Linked DNA regions of Gossypium hirsutum: region 2 is linked to region 1. The links are chromatin contacts, called in public Hi-C maps. All regions are on one chromosome and are shown on one strand. The core of a region is the stretch at or near the end of the contact, and the rest is flanking DNA. Distances in the headings are between cores, read along the strand shown.

Region 1 (7,519 bases), core at 4,219-6,718:
TAACTTTTGAAATGGCCTCACACGTCCCTATGTCAGCCATGTAACTACCTGACTTGCAACTTTTAAAACCTACAGGGGACACACAGCCGTGGGGACAAGAATTTGGCCAAAATCAAGCCATTTCCTTCACCTAATTCAAATGACCAAATTCATTCAACCAATATGTCATATAAGGCACCTCAATCACAATCAAACAAACTTCTCTAAGCATATGCATTACAACATTTAAAACATACACAACTAATTCAATATCATCTTAAAGCATACCACAATTGAGACAAGTAACTCAACATAACATACCATTTTGAATGTCCTAAAAACAACCAACCAATGTGCCCTTCATAGACACCACAATTATATCCAACATCAACAACTAAAACATGTCACATTGATCCATTTGTAGCATAGCACTTAATTCATTCACAAACCAAAACAAATCACAAGTGTTCAATTTCATACCATTCTAATTTTACTAAAAAAAATACCTATTTACAATCTTAATAAAGTACCTAACAACTTAGTTTAGTATATTATCATATCGTACCAAAACTACCTATATAGCCACATATACATGCAACTACCCTAAGGGACACAAGAACTACTAACATCGATGGATAATGTGAGCCGAAGGTTCGATTCGTCCAAAAGTCAACAACAACGATCTACAAAATAATCCACCAAAAACAAATAAGCTTATAGAGCTTAGTAAGAACGTAGCATATCATTACTTAACAACAATTGAAATACAACTCTTATTTTACTCGATCCAGAGTTACTGGAGTGTAAACAGGGGCACATATGTGCAATTCAGGGAATAATTAACTATGAGCATTTAATTACATAACTATAATGTAAAAACATACAAGTATAAATTCATTTATATATTGAAATAATATGAACTCACTTTGACAACTATAGCGTAGAAATGCGATCGAGCTAATCTATGATTTTTGCCTTTCCTCGATTTAGATCCAGTTGAGACTTATCTTGATCTAAATAAATAATTATATTCAATTAAGTATTTCAATCAATCTCAACATTCAATTCAAACTATAATTCACATTTATGCATAATTACAGTTTTTCCCTTAACATTTTAACTTTTCACAATTTAGTCCTTAAGCTCATAATTTAAAATCTAAGCATGTTCATCCCTAATTCATGTTGGCCAAATTCTTTAAGGACCCATATCAACCCATATAAACCATCATTTTGCAAATTTATCATGGTATTTTACTACTTTTACAAATAAGTTCCTAAATGATAATTTCATCAAATATCACTTTACAAAACTTGTTTATTTAAAAACAAAGACTCATAATAATTTATTAAAATTCAAAAACCATACTAACATGTTCATGGAAAAACCTGAAACCTTTAACAGCTTTGCAAATTAGTCCCTGGGCTAACTAGATTAAGCTACAACGACTTCAAAAACATAAAAATCAATAAAAACGGGATCTAAAATCGTACCATGCAAGCAATGAGATGTAGCCGAATGAAAAGGCACTAAAAATGGTGTGCTTCCCTTAGAAAATCAGTGGAGAATATGAATGAATAAAGAAATTTTGTTTTGTTTAATTTTTAACCTTAATTTATCTATTTACCAAAATAACCTTTAAAAACTTTAATAATTTCAATAAAACCAATCCATGATGTCCACTAACTATATAGGTGGTCTATTTACCATCTAAGTCCATTTATTTTACAGTTTCAAAGCTATTTGATACCTTTAGCTACTAGAACTTTACTTTTGCATCTTTTACGATTTAGTCCTTTTCACATAATTAATCATGCAAATGTTAAAATTTCTTAATGAAATTTTTGTACGACCTTACTAACATACTATAGATATTAAAGTCATAACAAAATAAGTATTTTCTCAATAGATTTGTGGTCCCGAAACTATTGTTCTGATTTCACTGAAAATGGGTTGTTACAATTCGTAACTAAGGCCACTACGCGAAATGACTCATACTCCACTCGTAATCCTACCAAAATAATAACAGATAGAGAAAGTTGAAATATTAACAGATAGAGAAAGAACACATGAACTTCAAAGAATCAAATAAGAGAGAATATCAAAGAGAAAGAATGATTTCTTCACTAAGTCCAACATGAATAAAAAGAACCTAAAACTATAGTAAGCTTTAACAAAGAAGATGAGTAACAATCTGAATCAACTAACTCAATAACTTACTAACAACCTAACTGCTGAAACAGTTCATTCTGCTTAACTGCTACTCCAGCTCATTCCTTAATAAGGTGAAACACCATGTGTCAAATATAAAAAAAATTAGTTGAATTGGTAAAAAATTGTTGTACCATATCTAAATTAATTGATTTATAAAATGAAGGCTAAAGGGATATATATGCCCCTGAACTTTGGTGAAAAAAATCAATTAAGCCCCTCTGCAAAAAAAAAACATGTTCAATTAAGCCTTCGAAATCTCAAATCGCATCAATTAAGCACTTTGACCAACGTTTCAATCTTTAACTGTTACAGCATGACGTGGTGCTCTAGGTCAGCAACAGATCATATATAAAATGATTTTTTTTATATTATATAAAAAAAGTTAGTTAAATTCGCAATGGATTTGAACAATCATATGGCCAAACTCATTAAAAACGATTTTTTATATTATATAAAGTTTAAAAATATTAAAAAATATTTTTATTTAAAAATATGATTTTGTGTATAACTTTTTAATTCTATTGTTACCTTTTTGGATATATAAAAAATAAAAATATATATTTTGGAAAATGAATAAATATAAATAAATTTGTTTTTCAATAAGAAAAGAAGGGAAATTTAACCCGTGCCAAGAATTTTCGTTATTGGAAATAAATTCATCAATTAAATAAAGAAAAAAAATTAAGTCAATTTTACATGTCATTTGTCATGAAGCTGACAATCCATATACTGATATGAGATGGATCAAAGCACATGATCAAGATCAATATAAACATGAGATGGATTTGTCATGAGCATATGCCCTCATAAAAAGTTTGAAAAAAATATTTTTTTTATTTTTTTATATATACTAAAAGGTACCAATAAAATTTTAAAATTGATAGATATCATATTTTAAAGGAAAATAATTTTTAATACTTTTAAACTCTATATAATTTAGAAAAATCATTTTTAATGAATTTAGACACATGATTGTCCAAATTCATAGTGAATCCAGACAACCATATGTCCTCATTCATTTTAGATTTAACTTTTAAATGGTTTTTATTAATTTTTTATTTTTGAACATTTTAAATTTTACTTAATACATTTATAAATTTTAATAATGTTTTTAAAAAATATTAAATATTCCAGTCAAACATAAAAAAATATTTCTTTTAATTTCTTTTTATTATTCTTTTTAAAAAATGATTTTTTTTTTAGTTTTGTTGATGTGGTGGCTGACTTGGTACTGCAACGCCAACAACTATCGATGACATGAAGCGCCACATCAATGTTATAACCGGCCACGTCAGCACTGTAATGGTCATAAGCAGAAAATGATTGCCACGGGGCTTAATTGGTGTAATTTGTGACTTTGAGAGCTTGATTGAGTGTGTTTTTCACGGAGGGGCTTAATTAATCTTTTCGCCAAATTATAGGGCTTATATGCCTCTTTAGCCTAAAATGAAAATTTATATTTCTATTATCATTTATATATATTTATTAATTTTCTCATTATTTTAATGATTTCTCTAAATTATTATTGATGTTTATGATTTTTTTAAATTTTTAATTTTAAATTAGTTGAATCAAGAATGATGGTCTAGTCGATTCAACCATAGTCTTATTCTTAAAACATTAGAAAAGGTGGTAATGAATTACAAATACTTAAATTCAAATCCTAACTTAAAAATAATTATATTGAATATATTAATTAAGGGGATCAATAATAAAAGTAATTAGATTGCAAGGATAAACCTATGATCACGGATAAAATGATAACAAAATTGAAAAAAAAAATAGCATATTTTAATTATATAATCTCATTATGTAAAATTGATTACGGGTAAACCTATGATTACGGGTAAAATGTTTACAGGTAAAATTGATTAAAAAATAGCATTATGTAAGAATTTTTTTTTAATAATCTCATTATTCGTTTTAATTATATCTGCACTTTTTGACATTATGCTTAGAATTACCCATAGCCCCTTCTTAACCCAAAAATAGGAGAATAATGCGTTTCAGCACACTCTAACCCACGTTCTCTTGCATTAGCAATAATACCTGTGCCAATCAATCTAAGATTCAATCGACTACAATAACATTATCTTACATAAGGAAGAGGTGATAATAAAATTACACCTATATTTCATAATTTTGGTACTATTAAAAAATATAATATTATTGATTCAAAATATTCTTTAAGATTTAAAAAAGGTAATTCATTCTAGAATCTTACATTACTTCAAAAATATGAAATTTCTTAAACCAAACACCTTAAAAAAAAACTACAAAAAGAAACTTAACAACTTTTTATTTGAAATTAGTTAATTTTTTGAATGAGATTCAATAATAGATTAGGTTACTTAACCATAATTTAATAGTGTTTGGATCATACCTAACAAAATAGGATAAGTTCCAGTTCTATAAGTTTATACAAATGAAATATTATAATTGTTTCAGATAACCGGCCAAAACCAAATTCATCTTTCCATTTCAGTAATACCAATAAAATGATATAAGAAGAAATGCTGGCATTGTAATCTTTGAAATGTTACAATCTTTTATACAATCATTGGCTAATCTGCAGAAAAGAAAATGTCAAAAGCAGCTGGTTTCAAATTCCCCTTGATTTGGCCTGATACCCAAGGAAAGGGAAGGATCAGCGCTTATCCCTTTGGAATTTGCAGACAAAGTTCGGCTTGGATTGCCTTCATGAAAGAGAAATGTTCACATTACAAAGAAAATCACAACATATTCAATAAACAAACATTAAATCTAATTAATAATTTATTATTACTTAAAAAGTTATTTAAGAGTGTTATTTATTCTTTCGTCAGGTTATTTATTCTATCTAAACTAAGTTTGAGTAAAGAAATCTGATGGTTAAAATTCAATTCGATTAAAGTTTAAATCGATATTATTTGAATCGAATGAATAAATTAATTAGACTAAAAATCAGTTAAAATATGGATCTGAAAAATAACAAATGGTCGATCTAAACACCATCCAATAATTTTAAGATGAAGAAGTAGATGGAGGGAGACTTGGTGGGTCCATCCGCCAAATAAAGCAGAAGAAAGCGACCCTTTTCCCGACTATAAGAAGCAGCAAGTCACCCATGGGAAGAATGCAGGCAATATCTCAAAGATTCGGATTTGTGGGGCCATTTAAGAAGGCGACTTGGATTACCTGTGTTTCTATTCGAAAGGAAAATGATGGACAGCTGTTGGGTTATTTCTAAGCAAAAATGGTGATCATCATCAGCCCCTGCCCGCTGTCAGCTAATTGTATCGCCATCGTTTTTCTACAAAATTCAATTTGTATTTCGGCTAATGGATGGTTACGTCAATTGTACGATGTTGAATCAAATTAAAAGCTCCACCTTCTCCACATTCCTTAATGAACGGTTCATTTTTGTTCACACCATTTTATTACCAAATTTTCTTTTTCTCGTCTGGATAAATATTTAAACTTGAATATCGGCATGATTTGGACACCGTTGAATTGGGATAAAAATATACCTTTTCACTCAAAAATTTAGGTCTTGTTTATTATTCTTATGGATGTGAAAAAGAAAAATAGTTTCTCATCCTAATGCTGAACAGTCAAATTTTACTTTGTCCAAAAAAAAAAAACACCAACCCAATTCAGCTTTTGGCTTTTATAAATATTCATTTAAGTTTAAAATTATAAATTTGTACTCTCATAATTTAACATATTAATTGCTTAAAAATATATAAATTTTATATTAATTACTTAAAAATATTTAAAATTTATTTCATATATGATGATAATATTAACTACCATTTTTAATTATTTTTACTATAATCTAAATTAAATATTTGTTAATACCAAAATAATCAACCTTTTAGAGAGGAGCATTCTTTAAGAAAAAAGAGGTAAAAGTACTATGGATGCCCTTAAACAAAGATTCAGATTGCATTTTGTCATTTTTACTAAATAAATAAATAAATTACCCCTTTGTATGCTAGAAAAATGGCAATTTGACCTTTTGTCAAAACTTTCATCCAATTTATATTGTTAAATGATTATTTGGATTTTATTTCAAAATTAATCCATCTATATTTATATTAAAGAGAAAATTGGTCTTCTGTCAAAATTTTCATTCATTTTTACTTTTAAGTGAAAACAAAACTGATGGAGTAACTAAGCAATGATACATGGTGTACCACATATACCTTATGTTGACGTGAAAAATGCTGAGATAACAAATACTTAAAAAAATTTAAAATCTTAAAAATAAATAAAAGTTTATAATAATTATTTAAAAAATCATATAGAGGATGAATTAGGACAAAGATTCATCTTGAACGTGACTTTTTAAATAATTTAAAAGTTATAAAAAATTATTTAGAAAATATAAAATATTATAAAATAATTAAAAGTAATTAAAACAACATCTAAAATGAGCATGGATAAATGATTGTTTAGATTCAAATAAATCTAGACAATTATTTATTTAAGTTTATTTTAGAGTGATTGCTTAAATAAATATTAAATGATTATAAAAATTCGTATAAAACTATAGAAAATTACTTAGAGATGATTAAGAGTTATAAGAAATTATAAATAATTATTAAAATTGAAAAATTAATATAAAAAAGTTATTATGTAAGGTCACTATTGTACGTGTAATATAAGAAATTAATTATAGCAACTTGATTAAAAAGATACATATAATTTAATAGAAAGACTAATTTTAATGGTGAATTTAACAGAAAGATTAATTTTAATTTTTTTCTTTCAAATGTACAGGAATTAATTTATCATTTTTGAGTAGAGGGAGCAAAATATAATATAACTCCTAATACAAATACTTCCATAATACTTTTATTAAAAACCACAACAATAAAATATCATATATATTATCTTTCAAACTCATTACTTGAATAATCAAATAATATATTTGAAAAAAATTAAAATTAAAATTCTAAACTTTCCATCTTAAATTTAAAATCCTAAACTCTAAAATTTTAACTTTAAACTCTAAAAAATAAAAATAACTTAAAACTAATATTGAGTAACTTCATTTCAAATTTTGGTGAAAAAATTGAGTAACAACCAGTTAACCAATTGTGACGAAATTTTTAATGGTTGAATGTGTTTGTGATTCTTTTGAGAAACAAGCTGATGGTATACTAAAAATTCCATCAGTTTGTGATTTTTTGATGTTTGAAGTTTAAATCTTAGTGCTTGCATTTTTTTTTATTTTAAAATTAATTTTATTAATTTTTATATTAATATATGAAGATATAGAAATATCTTATAATAGTATATATTAATTGTTTAAAATATGGGTTTTTAATAAATTTCATAA
Region 2 (6,841 bases), core at 1,689-4,188, 150 kb after region 1:
CTTATTTATGCATTTGTAAGTTATGGTGATTGAATCTCTATAAATAGATTATATGTATAATTTGAATTATCCTTTTATTTTTGTCTACTCTTCTCTCTAACTTTTATTACGAATTCTCTTAATTTCATAATAATTCAGTGTACTCAACGGATACCTCGGAAAAACTAAAAATTTAATAATTATATAATAATAAATAATTTTTGCCGGACCCAAAAACTAAAAACAATAATGGAAAGATAAGGTTATTAATTATCACTTGGACATAGTAATCATGCTTTTTAATTTTATTTTTTATAATAAAAAAGGGGTAGGATCAGGAATTGTCTTTTATATATTACTGGTATTTACTATTTTCACCTTAAATTCAAATCCAGAAAATTATACTTTTATTTGGATGCAGGCATTTCTTGCGATCATGACTTGCGGCATGTATCAAAAATTTTTTTTAGAAATCATAATAAAATTTTAATTTTAAATAATTTATATCTTTATAACTATTAAAGGATTAAATTATTTTAAGAGATCAAAATACAGTTTTATCTTTATTAATTTAAAATTTTTAAAAAATTAAATAACCTAAATAGCAACTTTTTAGGGGGCTGGAACACTGCCTCTACAAATGCATAAAAAGAGACCAAGGCAAATCCAAAATTTAAGGGTATAACAAATATTATAGGGAATTCCAAGTTAATTACATGAATTAGTTGTGAGGAGTTTAAACTAAATATGTTAAAAAGGAAATATGTTGGCTCATAAGCTATTTAAATTTTGTATTTTCGAAATAATTTTGTTTTAATAGTCTAAAACTATGGAATATTTTAATGTTTAACTTAAATAACTCTTGAGTTTAATTAATATCGGAAAATTTTAATTTCAACTAAAACCATAGCTCAATTCATCAAATAAATAAATTTTATAAAACAAGTAAGACCAATTTAATTTTTATTTTAAATTGAAGTTAAACTTTAAAAGTAAAACTTAATTCTGAATATCAAAGTTGATATCGATCTCGAGCTTCTTACGTCTTTAACTAACTTAACCACACACCCTTCACTAGGATACATACCAATGCAAAGCAACACCAACATTTGTTGGCTATAATAGATTACTTCTTGTTAAGAACTTGGGACACTTTTTGGATGAAATTTAAAAAAATTATCTTTATTGTAGGAGACAACATCTTATTATAGTTATTTTAATAAAAATTGTAACTCATAATAATAAAAGGAATGGTTGAGTTGGATTTTAGAATAAAATTATGATTAATGTATTTTTTTTGTTTATTTAAAAAAATAATTTGATCTAAACAAAATTTCACTCATTCAATCTAAAAAAATTACAATAATCAATCAAAATAGATCTCAATCTACATATATAATTCTTTTTTTTAATTATACATATGATGTGTTGATAATAGATTCTAGTGAACTTCCTTCTAAAAAAAACACTTATTAACTACACCTCTAGGTATGGTTGTGTTTCGTAATGTCACTCAAAACCATCAATGATTAAATCTATAAAAATACTATATCCCACTAGCCTTACAATATAACCCCTCCCATCGACCCCAAGAACATGTGCATTCCATGGCCTTGCCATACCATCATCAATCTCCATTCACCCCCTATAAAAATCAAACCACTTCCATTATTTAAAATACCCTTGCCTTGATGCAAGGCTACTTTATTTCAACTTCTTTTTTTATTATAAAAAAAATCATAAGAAGACGGAAACTAAATAAATAAATAAAACGAAAGATCACCAATAATTGTATTCGGTCGATTAATATACTAAATTGAATATTTTATTTCATGTATATTGTAACTAAAAAAATTTAAGTATATTAAAAAAAAAGTAAATTACACCATTAGTCATTAATTTATGGGTAAGTTCTCGTTTTGGTTACTTAACTAAAAAAAGTTACAATTTGGTCACGAAACTATTTGAAAGTTTTTTATTTAAGTTATTAAATTATTCAAAAGTTTTTATTTAAGTCACTGGCCTATTAAGTCTTTTTAAAAAGAAAAGGTTCCACCAATGAGCTCCAAGTGATGATTCGACAATCAGTACAGTGAATCAATACTAATCAATGAGTATAAGAGCATACCTTAGGTCCAAGTCAATCTGACGGTTAATACATGAGATCGAAGAAAAAACTTGTCTGAACTGTGGTTTGTAGATTTTTTACGTTTAAAGTTGTTTAAAAAAACTAATTGTATAAAAGAAGGGGAAAGAGAGCTTTCAATTTATCCATATAGTGCAAAAAGAGAAAGTCATACAGTATCGATTTTATCAGCCCAATAACTTAAATAAAAATTTTGAATAGTTCAATGACCAAAATGTAATTTTTTTAATTAAAAATCTAAAATGAAAATTTACTTAGAATTTAGTGTCTAATGATGTAATTTACCCTTAAAAATAACTCTTCTATTAAAACAGACCTTGTATATTTATTTTTAATGACGTAATAACTAAGAACGGTAACCTTTTATTAAAATGAAAAAGAATATATAATTGTTTTAATGTTAAAGAGACGACCATCCGCGGAAACAAGGAGCCGTTTCCGCCCAAGACTTTGGAATCTAACCTCCGTCACCGCATTTCCCCTCATCCCAACAAACACTTCACCGCACTTTCCCCTATAAACCCACCTAAGGCTTGCAATGCGGACTAAGCTTTTTGTATGCAGCCAACTTCTCTTTTTATTTATATATAAATTCAATTCTAATAATATTCATATATTTATATATATTGGTGTATCATAAACTGAACGAGGAATATGTCAAGACTTTAACCATGGACTTTGAATATCCAATGTAAAACTTTTATAATCATTTATTCTGGCGATATTAATTAAGGTGAATAATTAGTGTGCGAATTCAGATTTAAATATTAAAAAAATTATAAATATGATGTAATCCCTAAACCAAGTTAACTCAACCCTCCTTACCCTTGAGTTTGATTTCAACCCTTTTTGTTGCCTTTAAAACCCTCCAAAGGCTTTCCCTTCCCACCCTTAATTTCCCTTCTCAGTTCTCCCTCTCTTCCCCTACACTGCCAGTTCCATTTCCCTTATATATATTATATGTATAATTTTCTTTTCTGTTTCTTGTAAACCAACGGTCAACCCTGGGAAACTTTTGGCATAAGGGAGGGAAGAGCAGTGATTGTTGGTGTTGTTGAGTCATGAGTTGCAACGGGTGCCGCGTCTTACGAAAAGGATGCAGCGAGTCATGTATTTTACGACCTTGTCTGCAATGGATCGACAGCCCTGAAGCGCAAGGCCATGCCACTATTTTCGTCGCCAAGTTCTTTGGCCGTGCGGGGCTCATGTCCTTCATCTCTGCCGTTCCAGAATCTCAACGTTCTGGTATATATCCGCGCTCAACTTTCCTTTTCTCTGTCATATATTTCTGAGTTTTGGTTTGATTTTTTTTGTATGAAACTTTCGATCAGCTTTGTTCCAATCACTGTTGTTCGAAGCTTGTGGTAGAACAGTGAATCCAGTGAACGGAGCTGTCGGACTTTTATGGACAGGGAACTGGCATGTTTGCCAAGCGGCAGTTGAAACTGTCTTACGAGAAGGAACTGTACGGGCGGTGCCTGAACTTATGGCTCCCTCACCAGCATCCGGTGAAAAATCGGAAGCTACTAAGATTGCGTGCATGTTGAAGTTGCAAGAAACAGAAACAAAATTTAATTCAACCTGTCGGTTTTCCACTTCAAGATCTAAGGTTTCACCTAAGCGCATAAAAGTTGAAGAATTCAGTAAATTTCAGCCGTCCGATCTAGATCTTTGCTTGACTCCAAGCTCCACAGGCAACCGGCTTCCGGATAACAGACGACCGGGGACTCCGTCATTGAACTCGGAGGAATCTGTTACGACGACGTGTTTTGAAAGGGGGTTTGCAGATCAACAACAACAAGGTGGAGAAACAGATAGAATTAAGTTATTAAACTTGTTTGTTTGAAGAGAAAATTATTTTAAAAAAGAGAAAAAGTCTGACTGTAATATTCTACTTCACTACCACGTTTTCTGATGTACTTCTGATGATGGGTTTTCTCGGAAAATAATTTTCCGGTGAGTTTTTGTAAATTACCGGCACTGGAATTCTCTCTCTTATTTTTTGCTTTACAGTATTGAAACTGTTAAAAGGAGGAGAAAAATGAAAGTTGGTCGGTAATCTTTAAAATCATCTTCTTTTTTACTACTTTGTATCTTTCTTCTTTATGTTTAATATTGAATGTATGAAATGAATAAATCAAAATTATTGAAACATTTCCCAATTCATGATGATGGGTACAGTTTTTTTTTTTTTAAATTATCCTGTGATGCATTTTAGAATTTAGTTTTGTTTGGCTTGGAAAGTGAAATTTAGATAAATCATCTAACAACTATGAATTTAAATGTTTGGAAAAAAGTTGCTAGGTGCTTTTATGGCATGCAAGAATTCTTAAAACATCATAATCCACATTCTAACTATGATATTACTGTATTTCTAACTAGAATCATGACCCATGTATTCAACCAACCAGGAGAATATGTAATTTGGAGTATTGTTTTTCTGCTTTGATTGTTTAATATAAGGATTAAGTATGGAAGTATACTGTGTCTATCCTAATACTTACTAGCTCTTATGAAAACTCAATCATGGTAATAAAAACTCTTAAGTAATAATGACCTCCATATCTTTTAGGTAATAGTATTGTGGACCAAAAAAACAATATTGCGGAAAAAAAATTCTTTTAGAGATATGATATAACTTAATTTTGAATTTCATTATAACTACCAAATCATAATAAATTTCCGTACAAATAATAATCGATAAATTCATATGAAGAGTTTAAGATAAATTTGAAGTAAATTTATCGAAAGACTTAATTAACTATTTAATTATTTTTTTAAAAATTTAATAATTTAATTTAGAAAATATCTCTTTAAAATTATGATTACTTATATAAATAATTCTAATCAAAATTAATTATTACAAACATTTAATTAAATAAATTAACTTTATATAAGAAAATAAAATAAGTAAATCTCAATAATAATAAAAACTTGTAACTCTTGAATTTTGAAATGTCAATAGGATATGGGAAAGTTTTTGCAAGGCAAATACGTGGCGATGAGTGTATGCCTTCATTTTCAATTGGAGAAAAAACTGTTAGAGCAGAAGCAACAAAAGGAAGGGAGAGTGCGACTGGCGTACCTAAGTTGTACCCTTAAGGGTCGTCCATTTATGATTTATCCCTCAAATACCAAATTTTCTTCCATGGTCATTGCATCGTGTCCCCCACTTTCTGAAGCTAGCGCGTCACATTCATTCTCCATCGTCCAAATTCCAATCATAAACATGGTGATGGTGTCATTCATCGAAATTTCTCGTCATAGTTATCCACAATTATTATACAAATATAATATTAAAAAAAGGGACTGGGAAATTTGGGAGGCGGTTGGGTTTGGGGGCCTTTCCGGCGCTAGACAGACAAAGGCTGATTGCTGCAGGCGGCATTTGGAGTGCTCAAAGAGGCGTAAGAATATACTTTTTGGAAGAGGTGTAGGGAAACCTTTGAAATCCCCAAGATTCACAAAGAAAGGGTTAAAATACGTAATAAGTTTATAATTTTTTGTAAATTTAAAATTTATTCTTTATATTTTTATTTTTAATAATTTAGTCTCATTTTAAAATTTAGGTTCAATTATTAATATTTTTAAATTTTTTTGTTAAATCTGTTAGTGTAATATTTTGAAATTAAAAAAAATATTCACTTAATAATCATATAACTAAAAAAAGGATGTATTGAATCTGAATATAATAAAATAATTTTAACAATGCTAACAGTTGCACATGAATTTTAAAATCTTAAAAGTAGAGGAACTAAATTTCTAAATATATATAAATTAAATTTTAAATTTACGAAGAGTATAGAGACTTATGACATATTTTAACTTTAATAATACCTTACCTTCTAGTTTATTTCTAAATTTATGTGATAAAAATCGTATATTTATGATTTAATCTATCTAGCTAAGATAAAACCCACAACACCCAACATTGCTCCATGGCTTGGAAGAATATATATATATAATTCTTAGAACTATTCATAATCTCTCATCCCATAAATAGAAAGATAAATGCACTTCAACGATCTCAAACCATGATTTCTTGCACTAGCAGCAATATCGATGCCAACCAAATTAAGACTCAATCGACTAGCTTGAAAGAATTAAATTTTATCTAAAGGATAAAAACATTTGGATTATCATATTCTCATTTTAAAAGTTATTGGTATGATCCTCGATTTATTAATTATTAGATTTTTTAAAAATATAAATATTTTTAATTAGATTTATTCATTGAATATATATCCAAACTAACAGATATTTGGATATTTAGACAGATTTAGCTATCTTCTTTTGTTTTCCGCTTCCTGTTATTTATATCCGATTTGCTTTAGATTTACTTTCAATTATATATATATCCGATTTGCTTTAGATTTACTTTCAATTATATATATTTTCTGCCTAGGTCGGATCTGAATTCCAATAATAAAGATTTGATTTGTAAAATTAAAAAAAAAAAATTCAATTTTAATTTGTGAGTAATAATATATCTAATTTAGTAAATATTGGAGTATATTAATAAAAATATTTTTAAAAGAAAAAAGTTTACAAGTTTAAAAACAAATATTTAACTCACAATTTGCTTTAATAACATTCAATTTATGCTAAATTAATTGATTTATTCATGCAATGCACGAATTAATTATATATTAATTAAATTACATTAATTATTTTTAAATTTTGTAAGTTGCATTAATAATATGAGTACAAAATTAA

The links. A called contact is a pair of places that touch in the nucleus more often than the background predicts.
Region 2: a Hi-C map of leaf shows a contact between it and region 1, with 1.6 times the contacts expected there. The contact joins the promoter of LOC107945363 here to the enhancer-like site in region 1. A contact is called at or near these places in 2 of 34 Hi-C or Micro-C datasets (leaf and petal).

Annotation. Positions count from the first base shown.
Region 1 is chrD12:29,286,608-29,294,126 of Gossypium_hirsutum_v2.1, forward strand. No RefSeq gene overlaps it. Among protein-coding and RNA genes, the nearest start is that of LOC107942417, 15 kb to the left of the region's middle. Within about 2 kb of position 5,469, at least 2 of the 9 cell types and tissues checked have an H3K27ac peak or open chromatin away from gene starts, as enhancers often do. A contact at or near this core is called in leaf, where this site is marked.
Region 2 is chrD12:29,442,141-29,448,981 of Gossypium_hirsutum_v2.1, forward strand. LOC107945363 (LOB domain-containing protein 38) reads left to right here and starts at 2,939. Exons shown (of 2, transcript XM_016879337.2): 1 at 2,939-3,370; 2 at 3,457-4,291. The coding sequence starts at 3,187. The coding sequence ends at 3,971.